Regions from separate parts of the Mus musculus genome. Here region 2 is linked to region 1. Evidence: chromatin contacts called from public capture Hi-C data. All regions are on one chromosome and are shown on one strand. Each heading gives the region's core, a stretch centred on a gene start, on an enhancer-like site or on the middle of the called end of the contact. The rest is flanking DNA. Distances are from core to core; before and after follow the strand shown. Region 1 has its middle 33 kb from the start of Gm38825. Region 2 has its middle 4.6 kb from the start of Gm22425.

Region 1 (6,069 bases), core at 2,335-4,834:
GCTAAGCAAGAAAAAATAGAAAATGTACCATTTGAGGAGAAAGGGGGACACCAGGATGTGTAAACTGACTACAGAAAAGCCTGATGTTAAAGGGAGTGGTGGGTGACCTCAGAACAAAATCCCATCCAGTTAAGCTTCCAGTTTTTAAAAAGGAATTAAAGAAAAACTTAGGGGCTGGTGAGATGGCTCAGAGGTTAAGAGCACTGACTGTTCTTCTGGGGGTCCTGAGTTCAAATCCCAGCATCCACGTGGTGGCTCACAACCATCTGTAATGAGATCTGACGCCCTCTTCTGGTGTGTCAGAAGTCAGCTACAGGGGCTGGTGAGATGGCTCAGTGGGTAAGAGCACCTGACTGCTCTTCCGGAGTTCAAATCCCAGCAACCACATGGTGGCTCACAACCATCTGTAACGAGATCTGACTCCCTCTTTTGGAGTATCTGAAGACAGCTACAGTGTACTTACGTATAATAAATAAATAAATCTTTAAAAAGAAAAAGAAAAAGAAAAAGAAAGAGAAAAACTTAGAGCCAAGTGTGATGGTGTTCTCCTATAATCCCAGCACTCTGGAGGGACAGGCAGGCAGATCTCTGAGTTTGGGGCCAGCCTACTCTGCAGAGCAAGTTTTAGAAAGAAACCGTTTTGTAAGCCAAGTTTAAGCAGAGAAAGAAACTGTTGAAAACAGAAAGCTGGTGAAGATGTAATTGAACAAGGAGAGGCATGCTCCAGCCGCAACAAACAGAAGTACTTGGCAGTTTCAGCCACATGGTTCTGGTTTTAGTCAAGGATAGAAGAGAGGGATTATGCGATCTTCCTCCTCCATTAGGGAAGCTGCTGAGGCTAGGTCAGGGGTGTCTGTGCTTGGAGGCCTAGAGAGGCCATTGTGTGAAGCTGTGAAGGTGAAACTTAAATTGTCTTAGAGACCCCAAGATGTTGGAGATGCCAGAGTGATGGGATACCTGCCAAGGAGAGCTCCTAACAGGAGTGGAACCAGCCTGAGAAGGAGAAGTATGCTATTGTCAACAAAGCTGAAAGGAGTCGGAAATCTGAAGAGCACTTTGACATCGTATGTGGAGATGCAGAGTTTGGAGTTTGCCCAGCTGGTTTTTGGTCTCGCTTTGGAATAGTATTTCCTCACCAGGTTCCCTTTCCTCCGATTTAGAATGGCAATAAATATCCTGTGCCTGTATATGTTGAAAGTATGAGATCTGCCTATTAATTTTTGTTTTGTGGAAAATTAGAGTTAAGAGATTGCATGAATTTCAGAATATATCTAGGAATTTGAACTAATTTTAAACAGGATTGAGATAAGGGTGTTTGAAGTTGGAATAAATACAATTTTACATTATGATATGGCATGAGCCTATGGGGACCAAGGAGTGGAATGTAGTGGTTTGAATAAAGATGGCCCTGATAGACCCATAGTGAGCAGCACTATTTAGAGGTGTGGTCTTGTTGGAGTAGGTGTGGCTTTGTTGGAGGAGGTGCATCACTGTGGTGAGCTTTGAGATCTCAGAAACAAACCTGTTCACTTCTTGTTGCCTGCAGAACGGGATATAGTACTCTCAGCTCCTTCTCCAGCACCATGTCTGCCTGCACACTGCTATGCTTTTTGCCATGATGATAATGGACTAATCCTCTGAAACTATAGACCAGCACCAATTAAATGTTTTCCTTTATAAGAGTTGCTGGGTTTTTTGTTTGTTTGTTTGGTTGGTTTTTGGTTTTTCGAGACAGGGTTTCTCTGTGTACTTTGGCTGTCCTAGAACTCACTCTGTAGACCAGGCTGGCCTCGAACTCAGAAATCTGCTTGCCTCTGCCTCCCGAGTGCTGGGATTAAAGGCGTGTGCCATTACCACCCGGCAAGAGTTGCTGTTTTATTAGGGTTTTATTGCTGTGAAGAGATACCATAACCATGGCAAGTTTTATAACGAAAAATATTTAATTGGGGGTTGGTTTATAGTTTCAGAGGTTTAGTCCATTATTTTCATGGCAGGGAACATGGCACCACACATGATGCTGGAGAAGTGAGAGTTTTACATGTTGATCTGCAAGCAGCAAGGAAATACTGTGTACCACACTGGGTGTAGTTTGAACATAGGAGACCTCAAAGCCTCACCTCCACAGCAACACATTTCCTCCAACAAGGCCACACCCACTCCAACAAGGTCACATCTCCTAATAGCACAACTCCCTATGGGCCAAGCATTCAAACCCTTGAATCTATGGGGCTATACCTATTCAAACTACCACAGTTATCATGGTAATGGTGTTTTTTCCACAGCAATAAACCCTAAGACAGAAGTTGGTACCAGGTATTGGGGTATTGCTGCAATAGGCCTGTCCTTGCTTTCATTTGAAGGAATGTGGATGTTGGTGCACTGAGTTAGAAAAGCAGCTGAATGCTTTCTTTAAGCACAGCTTAACAGGCCATACCAGTAGAAGCATGGAAGCCTGAGGGTGATTTGAACTGGGGGCCTGGCTCAAAAAGTTCAGAGAAGAATTTTAGTATGTTGCCTAAAGATCATTCTTGTGATGTTTTGATGAGGAATATCTGCTTTTTTTTTTTTTTTTTTTTTTTTTGCCTTTGTCTGCCTGAGGCTCAGGTGAGAAGATTTAGATTAATTTTGCATCGGCAAAGGAAATCTCAAAATGGTCTAGTACAGACTTTGTCCTGTGCTTCACTCTTATGAAGAGTATTTAGATGAAACAGAGCAAGCTGAGCAAGGAAAAATACAAAATGTATGGTTCAAGGATGAAAGTGGCACCAGGAGGTAGAATGAAACTAAATCCTGTGTTCAAGGAGATAAACAGATTAAAGACATTAAGTAGAATTAAGGGAGAGGTGACTTCAGGACTCTATCCCACCCAGCTAAGCATTCAATTTGTGGAAAGGAATTAAAGAAAAGCTTAGGTCTAAGCATGGGTGGTATACACCTTTAATCCCAGAACTATGGAGACAGAGGCAAGCAGATCTCTGAGTTCAAAGCCAACCTGACCTACAGAGCAAACTCTGTGACTGCCAATGTTAAGCAGAGACGGAAACCATCAAAACTGAAAGCTGGTGAAGATGTAATTGAATGATGGGGTCATGTTTCAGCCCCAGCAAGCAACAGAACTTGGTAGCTTCAGTCACATGGTTCTGGCTTTAGAATCAAGGAGAGAAGAAAGGGATTATGAAATTTTCTTCTGTAACTACGGAAAGCTGCTGCAACTAGGGATGTGTCTGCAGACTACAGTTAAGAGATTATGTGAATCTCAGAAGAGACTTTAAACTCTGGACTTTTAAACATTGTTGAGTCTATGACAGACTATGGGGATTTTTAAAGTTGGACTAAATGCATTTTGCATTATGTTATGGCTACAAGCGTACGGGGACTAGGGAGTGGAGTGTGTTAGTTTGAATGGGCATGTCCCCATAGATTCATATGTTTAAATGTGAGGAGCTGGTGTGGCCGCGGCCCCAAGATGGCGCCCAGGACTGCTGCCAAGTCTTATGACTGTCACCTGACTTCCTCATATCTCAAGATAGCCACGTACCTTGAGCTGCATTGCACAGATGCACCACGACATAAGATCGGATGATGTGACGAATGCAGTCCTGAGCCAATGAACTGTGCCTATGTGGACTGGGGTGAGGGGGAGTGGACTGGAGGGGATAAAGGGGAATGGCCGAGAGAGGTCGGGGCATTCTTTTTCCTGCACATTGTGAAGTTTCTGAATAAACTGCCTTGAGAAGGACGTCGGTTTCGTCGCTTCTTTTCTGCTGGTCGGAGACGGTAGCGACATTTGAATGCTTGGTCATAGAGAATGACACTGTTAGGAGGTGTGGCCTTACTGAAGGAAGTGTGTCACTGTGAAGGCAGGCTTTGAGGTTATATGTGCTCAAGCTAATTCCAGTATAAGATACAATCTCCTTCTGATGTCTTCTGATCAAGATGTAAAACTATCAGCTCCTTCTTCAGGACCATGCCTGCCTTCTCTCTGCCATGTTTCCTGCCATGACAGTAATGGACTACATCTCAGAAGCTGTAAGCCACCCCTAATTAAATGTTGTCCTTTATAAGAGTTGCCTTGATCGTAAAAGTTGCCTTGATCATGGTGTCTTTTCACAGCAATAAAATCCTAAAACAGACAGATAGATATTTAAAAGTGTATGAGATGTCTTATCTAATGTAATCCAGTCTGATCTCTGAAACAAGCTAGCATCCCTAAGTTCTATGTCTGTTCAGCACACAGACCACATGCTGCAGACACAGAGGTCAACCTTCAACCAGATAGGAATTCACAATAAGGATCTGCAAGCCAGGAAGTGTGGTGCATGCCTTTAATCCCAGCACTGGGAGGTGGATCTCTGTCAGTTTGAGGCCAGCCTGATCTATAGAGTGAATTCTAGGATAGCCAGGGCTACACAAGGAAACCCTGTGGGGAAGGGGAGGGGCTGATCTGATTTTCTACACAAGTAACTTATCAGCTTGCTTAAAGACAATCTAAATGAATTTTCCCCATTCCATGTTTCTTTGGTTTTTCCATTTTCCCTCTTTTCCCCCAAGGATAAGAACATGGCAGCAGTGGGTTCGCTCAACTGACTACTACATGGTTATGCTAGTGTTTTATTAATTCAAAAGCACTTTACAAGAAAATACAAATATGGCTTCTAATAGGAATGCTATACCTGGACTTGATACCAAGTTCACAGATTTGTGTGCAAGAGAAAACAGGCTTTTAAGTTAAACAACAATTTGCAACCAAAACTTTAACCCAAGGATTCTCACAAACATATTTCAAATGACAGTATGAAAATAAATCTTGCACGGTAACTCAAAAGTTCAACTCTACAATGTACAGCAGCTCCTCAACCAGGAGGGAACCGCTTTGAAAACCTTCTGGGTGCCGTTCCTACCCTTTCCCTGTTGCCTTGTGTTCACAGCAGCCTCTAAAGACTGCTTATCAATTCATCCACAGGACCACACCGTGTCTCAGCTACTAGAGGAACTACAGCTTTAGTCAAACTCCGCCAGAGGTTTCTATATCATCAGTACATCACACTTTAACTGGGCAGAGTCTGGGTTTATTTCAGAAAAACTAAAGTTCAAAGCAAATTCAATCTTGCTCAAGGGAACATCGTAAAGTAACAATTCTTGCTATCGTATGTCTCATATAATCCATTCGAAACTATAATCATATTGTTTTGCGTGTCACTTTTCTGAAAGACAAAACAAATTTGAACAACTAGAACATCTTTAAAATGTACCAAGCTTATCTCAAAACTTTAATTTCTTATACATACTCCTGTCAATGAAAGTACTTCTTGTACACCACTTCCTTTGCAAACTGGTCTTTTATTTCTTTCATTTGACCTAAATCAGCTATGAGACCTTGAGAAGGATCCAGAGATGGCTTGTGATTTCTCTTACTAGATGGAGACCTGTCTCTTTTATCTCTAGAAAGTGACCTGCTGGGGGCTGGTGAGATGGCTCAGTGGTTAAGAGCGCCGACTGCTCTTCCAAAGGTCCTGAGTTCAAATCCCAGCAACCACATGGTGGCTCACAACCATCCGAAACAAAATCTGATGCCCTCTTCTGGAGTGTCTGAGGACAGCTACAGTGTACTTACATATAATAAGTAAATAAACCTTAAAAAAAAAAAAAAAGAAAGAAAAAAGAAAGTGACCTGCTCTGGCTTTGGTAGAACCTTCTCCTTCTTGGAGATCTGTGCTCAGGTGGAGTCATCCTCCTGCGGTGATCACATCAAGGGCAGCAACGCCAAGAGAGAGGCGGGCCATAATTTCCACTTCCCTTTTCAGCAGCAGCAGCATCTCAAATTTGAGGGATCTTCAAATTCAATGAAGGCAAAGCCAGGAGGGTTTTGAGCAGTCCACACACTTCAGAGTGGTCCATAATACCCAAAAGCCTGGTATAATTCAGTCTTGTTCCCATTGTTTCCAAGATTCCTATATAAACCTTACAGTTTACAGGACAGGAATCACTATTTCATTTCAAGATCCTGGGTCCAAAAGACCAAAGCTCAAATTCTAACACTCTGACAGGTCCGCCCAGCTCCCCTCTGGG
Region 2 (6,044 bases), core at 1,368-3,867, 570 kb after region 1:
AATATACCTTCTTCTTAGCACCTCATGGTACCTTCTCCAAAACTGACCATATAATTGGTCATAAAACAGGCTTCAACAGATATCAGAAGATTGAAATAATGCCATGCACCCTATCAGATCACCACAGACTAGGGCTGGTCTTCAATAACAACAAAAATAATAGAAAGCCCACATACACCTGGAAGCTGAGAAATGCTCTACTCGATGATAACTTATTCAAGGAAGAAATAAAAAAAGAAATTAGACTTTTATTTTTAGAATTTAATGAAAATGAAGGTATATCATACCCAAACTATGGGTCACAATGAAAGCAGCACTAAGAGGAAACCCCATAGCTCTGAGTTCCTCTAAAAAGAAACTGGAGAGAGCACACACTAGCAGCTTGACAGCACACCTGAGAGCTGTAGAACAAAAAGAAGCAAATTCACCCAAGAGGAATAGATGGCAGGAAATAATCAAACTCAAGGCTGAAATGAACCAAGTAGAAAGAAAAGAACTATACAAAGAATCAACCAAACCAGTAGCTGTTTTTTTGTTTTGTTTTGTTTTGTTTTGTTTTTGAGAAAATCAACAAGATAGATAAGCCCTTAACCAGACTAACAAGATGACATACAGTATCCAAATTAACAAAATCAAAAATGAAAAGGGAAATATAACAAAAGAAACTGTCAAGAATCAAAAACTTATCAGATTCTACTACAAAAGCCTTACTAAACGAAACTAGAAAACCTGGACGAAATGGACAATTTTGTAGACTCATGCCAGGTGCCAAAGTTAAATCAGGATCAGATAAACAATCTAAATAGTCCCATAACCTCTAAAGAAATACAAGTCATCTTTAAAAGTCTTCCAACAAAAAAAGCCCAGGACCAGATGGTTTTAAGTGCAGAATTCTGAGTTCTTCAAAGACCTAATACCAATAGTCTTCAAACTATTTCACAAAATAGAAACAGAAAGACCACCACCCAATTTGTTCTATGAATCCACAATTAATGCTGATACCAAAACAACACAAAGACCCAACAAAGAAAGAGAACTTCAGACCAATTTCTTTTATTAGTATCAATGCAAGGATACTCAATTAAGTTCTTACAAACCGAATCCAAGAACACATCAAAAAAATCATTCACCACAATCAAGTATGGTTCAACCCAGGAATACAGGTATGCTTAAATATACAGAATTCCATTAATGTAATCCACTACATAAACAAACTCTAAGGAAAAAAATACACATGATCATCTCATTAGATGCTCAGAAAGCACTTGTCAAAATTCAACACCCCTTCATGGTAAACGTCTTGGAAGGATCAGGAACTCAAGGCCCATACCTAAACATAGTAAATGCAATATACAGCAAACCAGTAGCCAACATCAAAGAAAGTAGAGAGAAACTTGAAGCAATTCCACTAAAATCAGGGACGAAATAAGTCTGCCCACTCACTCCCTGTCTATTCAATATAGCAATTGAAGTTCTAGCCAGAACAATTAGACAACAAATGGAGGTCAAAGGGATACAAATCGGAAAGAAAGAATTCAAAATAACACTATTTGCAGATGATATGATAGTATACATAAGTGACCCCAAACTTGAGCAAAGTGGCTGGATATAAAATTAACTCAAACAAATCAGTAGCCTTCATATATACAAAGGATAAAGGGGCTGAGAAAGAAATTAGGGAAACTACACCCTTCATAATAGTCACAAACAATATAAAATATGTTGGTGTGACTCTAACCCAACAAGCGAAAGATCTGTATGACAAGAACTTCAAGCTTCTGAAGAAAGAAATCAAAGAAGACCTTAGAAAATGGAAAGATCTCCCATGCTCATGGATTGGCAAGATTAATATATTAAAAATGGTTGTATTGCTGAAAGCAATCTACAGATTCAACGAAAACCCCATCAAAATTCCGACACAATTCTTCAGAGAGGTAGAAAGAGAAATTCTCCAAATTATCCGGAATAACAAAAAACCTAGATTAGTGACAATTCTCAACAACAAGAGAACTTCTGGTGGAATCACCTTCCTTGAACTCAAGCTGTATTACAGAGCAGTGATTTTTTTTAAAAAAGCATGGCATTAATACATAGATAGAAAGGTAGATCAGTGCAATAGAATTGAAGACCCAGAAATAAATGCACACTTCAATGTGATCTGATCCAACTCAATTCTTTATAGAGTTAGAAAGAGCAATTCTAAAATTCATTTGTGTAGTTTCCCACAAGCCTGAAGCAGGCTGAACCAGACCTTGACTTTGTTGCTACTAAGGAGATTAATTAGGGTGGAGCCTGCCTCTCTGGATCACTCTATTGTTCAGCCACTGCCGCTGCTACTACCTCCTGGGAGTCGGCCTACCTACATTGATCCTACACTTGGTCACCTGCAGCAAGGCTCCAAGGATGATTTGGCGGGAATGGGCTTTCCCCTCTCCTTTATAAAGCGTGTCCGCCATTAAAATTTTGAACCTTGAGCAGACTAGTTGTCTTGGTTCCATTTTTTCTCATCCCCCCTAGATTCCCTCTTCTCTTCCAGTTTCAAGATGCCTTCCAGGCTCCAAACCAGACATGAGCGCTGCAGGCTGGCCCCAACACATTTTGAATAACAAAAACCCAGGATAGTGAAAACTATTCTCAACAATAAAAGAACATCTTAGGGAATCAACATTTCTGACCTCAAGCTGTACTACAGAGCAGTTGTGATAAAATCGGCATGGTGACAGGCAGGTAGATCAATGGAATAGAACTGAAAACTCAGAAATGAACCCACACACCTGTGTTCACTTGATCATCCAGTGGAAAAAAGACAGCATTTTCAACAAATGGTGCTGGTTCAACTGAAGGTCAGCAAGTAGAAGAATGCAAATTGATCCATTCTTATGTCTCTGTATTAAGTTCAAGTCTAAGTGGATCAATTACCTCTATATAAAACTATTTACAATGAATCAAATAGAAGAGAACATGTGGAAAATCCTAGAACACATGAGCAGAGGTGAAACACTCCTCTGTTGCTGGTAGGATTGCAAGCTGGTACAACCACTCTGGAAGTCAGGCTGGCAGTTCCTCAGAAAATTGAACATAGTACTACATGAGGACCCAGCTATACCACTCCTGGGTATATACCCAAAAGATACTCCAACATATAACAAGGACATATGCCCCACCATGCTCATAGCTGCCATATTTATAATAACCAGAAGCTGGAAACAACCCAGATGTCCCTCAGCAGAGAAATAGATACCGAAAATGTGGTACATTTACACAATTGAAATCTACTTAGCTATTAAAATGACTTCATAAAATTCACAGGCAAATCAATGCATCTAGAAAATATCATTCTGAGTGAGATTACTCAGTCATAAATCATAAGACCACACATGGTATGTACTCACCGATAAGTGAATATTTGGCAAAGTGTGTGGAATAACCACAATACAACTCATGGAGCACATGAAACTCAAGCAGAAGGAAGACCAAAGTGTGGATGCTTCAGTACTAGTTAAAAGGGGGAACAGAATAATTAAGTGAAGTAAAGGGGGGAGGGACTTGGGAGGAAGAGAAGAGGGGGAGAATTAAAAGAAGGTAATAATCAAGTATGGGGTGAGAAGGAGGAGATGTAAAGAGGGTCAGAAAATTGAACAGAGATGTATAGCGATGGGGGATGGGGAGCTGGATGTAGCCACCAGAAAGTCCCAGATGCTGGGAAAGCAAGAGCCTCTCAGGACCCCACAAGGATGACATTTGCTGAAATACCCCACAAATGGGAGGGAGAACCTGTCTAGACCATATCCACAGGTTAGGCATGGCCCCTTGGTTGAGGGGTGGGTCTACCCACCCATCTCCTAAATTTTAACCCAGTGTTGCTCCTGTCTAAAGGAAATACAGGGGCAAAGAATGGATCAGAGACTGAAGGAAAAGCCATCCAGAGACTGCCCCACCAGGGTATCCATCTCACATGCAGACACTAAGCCCAGACACTATTGCAGATGCCAAGAAATGCTTGCTGATAGGAGCCTGATACAGTTGTCTCCTGAGAGGCTCTGCCAGATCCTGACCAATACAGATGTGGTGGTACACAGCCAGACATTGGACTGAGTGTGGGACCCCTATGAGGGAAGTTAGGGAAAGGACAGTAGGAGCTGAAGGATTTTGCATACTCATAGGAAGAACAACATCAACCAACCAGACCCACCAACGCTCCCAGGGACTAAATCACCAACCAAAGAGTACACAGGGGATACCCACAGCTCCAGCTAGATATGTAGTAGAGGACTGCCTCATTTGGTATCACTAGGAGTAGAGCCTCTTGGTCTAGTGGAGGCTTGATTACCCAGAATAGGCAGACACTAGGCTGATTAGACAGCTTGGAATGGCAGGTGGAAGAGCACTCTCATAGAGGCAGGGAGAGGCAGGAAGGAATAGGGGGCTTGTAGAGGAGAAACTGGGAAAGGGGACAACATTTGAGAGTAAATAAATAAAATGAGCAATAAAAATTTTTAAAAAGGCAGCAATACTCACTGTTATACCATCAACACACACTTTCATAGGAAGGTACAATCCAAAAAACAAAATTATTTAGAATTTAATGCAATCTACGGCCTAATGATAAAGAAAAGTTGAGTGTTTCTGGAATTCCCTTCATATTTGCACATATCATTGAAGGGGGTGTGGTAAGAATCCAGATACCAGATGCCCCGCATACTAATGATTCACTTGTTTTAAGTTGAAAGTAACTGTCATCTGCCTATTAACATCCACTAAAAGTATCCTGAGTGAATCTTCCTCATAACCTGTATCATGTGGGAAAAGTTATATATCAATAGAAAGAGAGCTCAGAGAAGAAGCAGAGAAGGTAGCATTACTATGGATCCATCTAAAAGCTGTTGTGTCATACCCTGATGGGGGTGGTGCTCTGTATAGTGACGAAGCTGCCTTATGACTAGATGTTTGTTCTCACACATGACTCAAATCCAGGCCCTTGGAAAATCAGCTTATTCTGACTCATGCTGCAACATTATAGCACCTTCCGTAGTTAGTTGCTAAATGACCCCAAGGGAACCCTGGCTTAGGACAAAGTTCTGAAGACTGCATAGATGGGATTTGTCCTGAGGATGAATAAGGTTGGACAGTCCTAAAAAAACACATAGATTTGTGATCTGTGGTATTCAATATTTGGGTTATAAGGATTCACAAACATTTCTGCACCATAACTTATTTGGAGACTGGGACCTACATGCAGACAGCAAGGCTCCTGTCCAGTTATTGTTCAAGAACAAAAAATGAATATAGCAGTGTTTCTGTTATAGTACTCAATACTATCAACACTAGTTAATCCTTCATGTTTAGAAAATATGGGAAATTGTCTCAACTGATAGAAAAGGGAAACATACAGAGGATCCAAAACTTAGCAAAAGTTGTACCCATTTAGTTGGTAAGTATGATAGTACCTCCATCTTCACATTGAGTCAGAACTTCAAGTGACACAGTTTCTTGAGATCAAGGTGTTATATGTGCATCTACTGTGTATTTCCTTTCTTTGGACTCTAGCTAGCAAAGTTAAAGTTGTAAAATCTTATGTTTTAACTCAATACAAATGGTTATGAACAACTGTCCTTTCAATTTCAAGAAATGTCTAATTTAAACAAGGGGAACACGTAATATTATTAACCAGTCAAAACTATTTCATTGAGTTTTGAAAGATCTAATAGTTTCTTTTCTCTTGTATATTCCCTGACAGCAGGATATTCTTCTATATTAACCCAGTATACCTTTGAAATATATTATTCAAAATATAAAGTGCCTAAATTAGAATGTAAATGAAGAAAATATCTAATAAAAATGCCTTAAATAAAAAGAAATAACATCTATAATTTTAAATCTTTGAAAAAGAAATTCATTCTTTGGAGACATACAAGTGGTTTGACCTTAGGTGTCTGGGGACTCTGGGCTTGTGCTAAGTGCTCAGATGAGTAAGTCCTGCACCTGTACCCAGCAATATCTGGTTCAGAATTATTTGCATACACTCACTGTACAGCCTTGGGGAC

The links. Capture Hi-C pulls out chosen DNA fragments and counts their contacts.
Region 2: a capture Hi-C map of embryonic stem cells shows a contact between it and region 1, with 2.3 times the contacts expected there. The contact joins two enhancer-like sites. A contact is called at or near these places in 1 of 39 promoter capture datasets (pre-B cells), 1 of 115 datasets of contacts at active chromatin or transcription factors (embryonic stem cells) and 1 of 9 other capture datasets (embryonic stem cells).

Annotation. Positions count from the first base shown.
Region 1 is chr6:67,216,562-67,222,630 of GRCm38.p6, forward strand. No RefSeq gene overlaps it. Among named protein-coding and RNA genes, the nearest start is that of Gm38825, 33 kb to the left of the region's middle. Within about 2 kb of position 3,585, at least 8 of the 459 cell types and tissues checked have an H3K27ac peak or open chromatin away from gene starts, as enhancers often do. A contact at or near this core is called in embryonic stem cells, where this site is marked.
Region 2 is chr6:67,784,949-67,790,992 of GRCm38.p6, forward strand. It overlaps Igk. Among named protein-coding and RNA genes, the nearest start is that of Gm22425, 4.6 kb to the right of the region's middle. Within about 2 kb of position 2,618, at least 3 of the 459 cell types and tissues checked have an H3K27ac peak or open chromatin away from gene starts, as enhancers often do. A contact at or near this core is called in embryonic stem cells, where this site is marked.